Regions from separate parts of the Sus scrofa genome. Here region 2 is linked to region 1. Evidence: chromatin contacts called from public HiChIP or PLAC-seq data. All regions are on one chromosome and are shown on one strand. The core of a region is the stretch at or near the end of the contact, and the rest is flanking DNA. Distances in the headings are between cores, read along the strand shown.

Region 1 (3,059 bases), core at 344-2,843:
TTTCGTTAGCAATAGAAATGAGATGGCTTAGAAACCCATTTCTTCATCTGCAGGTGAGTACTGGAACCTTTGTGCAGCAAGCATCTTTCAAGTATCCCACATTGTGCCACTGCACAATTATTTTCTGACTAATACGGACAATGTTATAGGCACATTTGTCATGTTAAAAGAGAGAATGTTCCTTCACAGGTGATCACCTCCCCCCCCACGGCATTTCCCAAGAAATGGGCTCAAGAGAAAAGCACTCAGCTGACATGAGCAAAACTGAAGGATAATGACTTTGCCTTCTTCAATCTGAACAAGGAAGAGAAGAATTCCAAAATTTGAAGGCCTCAGCTCGTGTTCTGGTTCAACTGGCCAGACGAGGGCTTAGGGAGCAAGTCTGGCCTTCCCCAGCTGGGCTCTGTGGCAGCTAAGCCTCTCCACAAATCCTGGGCTTAATTACTTCTGACACAGTTGTCTCGCCTGGGCCTTCAGCTCCTTTTGTGCTCAAACCAATCTGAATCCAAAGGTAAGTCTTTGCCTACTCATCTTGGGCAATGCTTAATTTCCTACTAGGTGATCCTGAATTTTCATCAGGACCCACTGGTTCCTAGTGGAATTTTCCCCCTCTTTCCTTGAGTGGTCTTTGTTAAAAGTCCATTCAAAAGCCCGGCAAGAACTTTCTGCATTAAGCAGTTTCATCTTCAAGTATTTATTTTTTTGAACAAATAAGTACCTCCCCACCTTCCTTCACCCTCCAGAGCAGGCTCTGCTCTCTGAATGAAGTTAGGGGTAAGCGGTGGACCAACTCAGCAGAAGTGTTTTATTAATATCCAGAAGCAACATGCAGTGAACTAAACAAGCAAACACATGAAAGCAAGGAAATCAATACCAAAATACCCATGACCTGGCACAAAAAGAAACCTTCCCTCCAAGAATAACTCAAGGAAAAAAAATGTCTCCAGCTAGGAATTAGGCAAGAATGCTTTGAAGACATCAAGTAATCTGCTTACCAGAATTAAAAGACAATGCATCTGCAGGTGAACCATCCTGGTAAACTCTCACCCCTCACTACTCTGCCTCTGGTCCTTCCAAGCCCCCAAAAATCCAATCCTGTGTTGGAGCCAGACATCTCAAGACTAAAAATCCTATGTAGGCATCAACTGGTCAAGACAGAATCCCTCAGAAAGTAGACACATTTTATAATAGCATTTCCAAGCAGAAGAGGTAAATCCAAAGTGCTTCCAATGGACTTTCTATTTCTCAGTGTGGGCAGTTCTCTAGATACAAAGTTCAAGGGGACAAAAGATTCAAAAGGGCTTCCTAATAAACCACAAATGCAGCCTAAATTCATAAAAATCCATTTTCCCTTACTTGGAAACTTCTTCTCCTGGATTTTATAAATCCCAGAGACAGTTCCATTTAGGATTATCTTTTCTCCAGTGGCCCCCTCACCCCACCCCACACTTTTTTTTTTTTTTTTTCTTTCTCCCTTCAGTACTGGCATGCAAACCATGCTGTTTTAACTTCTTTCCTGTTCTCCCAGTTCTTCTGGAACATTTTATTTTCGACAGTCAACTCATCTGGAGGAGTGCCACACTGAGGTCCAACTGTTTATAGCGTTAACTGTGTTTCTGCCAGAAGTCCACATCCAGCCCTACCTTCTCCAGACTGTCTCCTGGATTAAGAATTTATGCTTTTGTTTGGAAGAAGCTTAGAAAATGTGGAAACTTCCAAACATCACTCTTCTTCTTTACAAAGTTACTTTCACTTGCCCAAGACGAATCAGAAATGGGAAGCCACTGTCACCTTTCTTCAAGTACTGCCCCAGCCCCTCCCCCACCCCCCACAGTTAAAAATGTTGCTTGTGCTGTTCAAAAATCATTCTGAAGCTGACTTCATGTATACTGGCACCTGGGAAATAGCTAGCCATTGGCTCTGCAAGACACAATTGGGCCTTAAGAGGATACATAGAGGGCACACTCTCAAGATGAGCCAGTAACACTGGGAAATCACCAGTCATCATTTTAGACTGGATTTCACTCTTTTGGCCATTCATCAGTATTACAAAATGGTCTCTCTGAAAGAAACCAGTTTAAATCTGTACCAAGTTGCAAAATAGATCCTCAGAGTTCAATTGTGGGCAAGTTGCAATAGACCCAGACAAACTTCCAAGGAAGGGCATTTGAAAAGGACTCTCCAGCCCTGAAGGACAGAACTACAGAGAAAGAGGAGGACAATGTGAAGACGAGCACAGCTACAAACCCAAGAGTTAAAACTTGCCCCCAAGTCCCACCAACAAAACTGACTTCTGGGGGGGGTGTCACATCTATCAACAACCATGCTCAGCCCTGGGCTGCCCCACATGCCACTCCCAACAATAAAAGTCAATACTCCTGCCCTACTAGCATATTATTTCAGTTTCTCTGACAGCCTTGCACTCTGGAGAGGCAAGCTGATGTTTCACTAACAGCTACAATCATGGGCAGTACGGTGGTGGAAAGGCCACTGGGTTGGGAGTCAGCCGACCTGAGTTCGAGGCCTGGCTTTGTTACAAATGAACTTTCTGACCAAGTCACTTCACCTCCTCTCTGTGCCAGTTTCCTCCTCAGTTCAATGCAGTGGAGAGCAGAGGGGAGATGTGAAGGAGATGATCTCTCTAAGGCACAGAACTAGCTTTTTGAGTTCTGACAGGTGACTATGAAACACTGAATGTCATCATTTAAGATGTTACCAAGCAGTCAACTTTTAAATGATTTTTTTAATGTTAATTTCTACTTGGGAAATAATATTTTTGTCCATCATCCCAAAATCTCAGCTTAATCCTGATGTTCCCCAGAGTTCCTTATATTACAATAAATGCCTCTTTTCCTCTTCTTATTTTTTTAAGCAACCTTCCCCAAACTAAGACTTGTGCTATTAAAAGAGCTTAGAACTTCCCATTTCCTTGCTAGGGCTAAAATTAAACTGTCCATTCCTTAGGGCCCAACATAACATCTGCCAGATGTCTTGGCATATCGCACAAGAATAGGAATTTTCTTCTAGCATTATCTACTTTCCTATTTTCTCATAATCAA
Region 2 (3,059 bases), core at 419-2,918, 420 kb before region 1:
TGGGGGAGATAAGAGTAATGGTGTTTAAGGGTACAAACTTGTAACAAGTAATAAATAAGCCATTGAAATCTAATGCACAGGAGTTCCCGTCGTGGCTCAGTGGTTAACGAATCCGACTAGGAACCATGAGGTTGTGTGTTTGATCCCTGGCCTTGCTCAGTGGGTTAAGGATCTGGCGTTGCCGTGAGCTGTGATGTAGGTTGCAGACTCGGCTCGGATCCCATGTTGCTATGGGTCTGGTGCAGGCCGGCGACTACAGCTCTGATCGAACCCCTAGCCTGGGAACTTCCATATGCCGAGCGAGCGGCCCAAGAAACCTTAAAAAAAAAAAAAAAAAAGAAAGAAAAGAAATCTAATGCACAGCATAAGGAATACAAACAATAGTGTACTATAACTAGGTAATGTGATAAACATCACTATTGGCAATCATAGTACTATATATGCATTAATAATACCCTGTATACCTTACACAAAACAAAACCAGCCAGTTATATAAGGCTTACAAAAGGTAAAAATAATAAATAAAACAAGCATCACTGGATGGAGAAATACATAAAGCAAAAGTGAGTAAAAAGAAGACCGAAGGTTAGTAACATTCAAATGACTGTTCATTCTCTGCTTTTATCTGTATAATGTGTTTGACAGAATCAATTTGTATATATTACAGTCTGCAAGATGGCAATCTCTATAAAATAATGTCACAGTAAGCAAGAAAATGGCATTTGAATTTCAGTATTTAATTCATACCTGCATAAATTAATTTTTGACCTGCTACAGGAAAGGCATCTTTCCCCTTTTCAGATTCAATCTTCTCTTTCAGTGCTTTCACCTATTGGAAAAATAAAAAAATTCTGAAAAAGTCTAAACAACAAATGACAATCCAGAATCTGAATGAATGATGTAATATGTTTATACATATTAATGATTCTAAAGCTTAAAATATCATGTCTTTATAATCCTATATCAAAAGACTCATAAAGGTAAATTCTCCATAAAAGTAAACTCTCTAACTTAAAAGGTCTAAGAAGTAAAGTAGTTGTGTCTACAACAATAAAAGTTAAATATGAATGTTAAAGAGCAAATTATTCACTTTAAAAGTGTTTATGTTTCATTATAATCACCTGAGGAAGCATTATGAAAACCAACTTAAAACATAATTTCTGAAGGTGGGGTCTGGACATCAGTGTTTTTTTTTTTTTTGTCTTTTTGTCTTTTTTTGTTGTTGTTGTTGTTGCTATTTCTTGGGCCGCTTCCGCGGCATATGGAGGTTCCCAGGCTAGGGGTCTAATCTGAGCTGTAGCCACAGGCCTACACCAGAGCCACAGCAACGCGGGATCCGAGCCTCGTCTGCAACCTACACCACAGCTCACGGCAACGCCGGATCGTTAACCCACTGAGCAAGGGCAGGGACCGAGAACCCGCAACCTCACGGATCCTAGTCGGATTCGTTAACCACTGCGCCACGACGGGAACTCCCTGGACATCAGTGTTTTTTAAAAGCTTTACAGCTGGTTCCAAAGTTTGGCTGAGGCTGAATTACTTAAACATCTTGAACAAGTAGCTTGGTTTTTCTTAGCAAAAGTCTCATCTATAAAGAGGGACTGGGATAGATGATCTTTATGCTCTCTTCAATTCCTAAAATTACATGACAACAGGTTCATTACGTATTTAGAAAATGAGTCCAATCAATTTCTGAAGTAGGCTGACATAGAAGTAAAAAAGGCAAGGAGACATAATGAAACTAAATTTCACTACTTTAAAATCAAGGGAGAAAAATTCCATTTCCATCACTTTGCCAGAATACTTTTGAAAATTGTCTAAGTTGACAGTTCTGAACTTTAAGTAGAAAACTGTCATGACATGGATACAAAGGGAAGGTTCCTCCCCATATCACATTGCTGCTATAAGTAGCAGCTGAAATCCAAAACCAGCTCTTCTGACTCCAAGCTCTAATTAGACCAAAGTATTTAACAAGCGCCACATAAATCACCCTTGCTATACTGAAGTGGGTCAGTAGCATCACTCACTGCCACTCTGATGTTTCCCAAAGTGGAAATTCATTACAAGAATCTCAACCCACTCTATGATTAAGAGTGGGAAATAAAAGATATTCTCTGGAGTTCCCGTCGTGGCTCAGTGGTAACAAACCCAACTAGTATCCATGAAGATGCAGGTGTGATACCTGGCCTTGCCATGGGTTGTGGTGTAGGTTGCAGACAAAGCTCGGATCCCACATTGCTGTGGCTGTGGTATAGGCTGGCAGCTACAGCTCTGATTCACCCCCTAGCCTGGAAACTTCCATATGTTGCAGGTTCGGCCCTAAAAAGACAAGGAAAAAAAAAGATATTACCTAAATTTCTGAGACAGTAACCTTTAAAGACCATCTAGTTAAACCCCTGTATTCCTTCTAGATGCAAGGCCCAGCACACCATTTCCAAGGTGTGGTCCAGGAGTCCTGGAGATTCACAAGACTCTGTTAGATGGGCTGCAAGATTTGCTCCTACTTTCTCACAAGTATACAGTTGTGTTTTCCAGAGGCTACAAAGCATGTGATATGACAAAAGACTGAATGCAGAAGCGGATGAGACTCCAGCTATCTTCTACTAAGCCAAACATTATAGAGATTGATAAAACAAAGACAATGTCAGTCTTCTCAATGCTTTTTATTATTGTTGTTTACACAAATATTAACTATAAAATTTAATGGATTTATTATTTTAAGAGAATAATTAAAAAACCTCCCAGTTTTTTTTAAATGATTTTTATTTTTTCCATTATAGTTCGTTTATAGTATTCTATCAATTTTCTGCTGTAAAAAACTTCCCAGTTTTAGGTTTCTAATACAACAAGTATCAACAAATGTAAGTATATACACGAAAGTTATTTTGGAGTCCTAATAATTTTTAAGTGTAAATGGGTCTTGGAAACAATAAGTTTGAGAATTGCTATCTTATAATGCTACATGGCTTTCCCAAAGTCAAGTGGTGGCAGAATGGTTGAGAGCATCCTATGGGGAATGATAAATTTCCCTCCACACTTCTTTGTTTAGAGAGGTGAGA

Evidence for each region. HiChIP or PLAC-seq counts read pairs in DNA pulled down with a chosen protein or histone mark.
Region 2: a contact with region 1 is called in an H3K27ac HiChIP or PLAC-seq map of skeletal muscle. The contact joins two enhancer-like sites. A contact is called at or near these places in 2 of 47 Hi-C or Micro-C datasets (heart right ventricle and skeletal muscle) and 1 of 2 datasets of contacts at active chromatin or transcription factors (skeletal muscle).

The regions. Positions count from the first base shown.
Region 1 is chr1:248,037,690-248,040,748 of Sscrofa11.1, reverse strand. The region is part of intron 1 of ZNF462 (zinc finger protein 462); the gene reads right to left. Among named protein-coding and RNA genes, the nearest start is that of ZNF462, 10 kb to the right of the region's middle. Within about 2 kb of position 1,593, at least 21 of the 83 cell types and tissues checked have an H3K27ac peak or open chromatin away from gene starts, as enhancers often do. A contact at or near this core is called in skeletal muscle, where this site is marked.
Region 2 is chr1:248,461,415-248,464,473 of Sscrofa11.1, reverse strand. RAD23B (UV excision repair protein RAD23 homolog B) reads right to left here. Exons shown (of 10, transcript XM_001927866.6): 2 at 748-829. Among named protein-coding and RNA genes, the nearest start is that of RAD23B, 15 kb to the right of the region's middle. Within about 2 kb of position 1,668, at least 2 of the 83 cell types and tissues checked have an H3K27ac peak or open chromatin away from gene starts, as enhancers often do. A contact at or near this core is called in skeletal muscle, where this site is marked.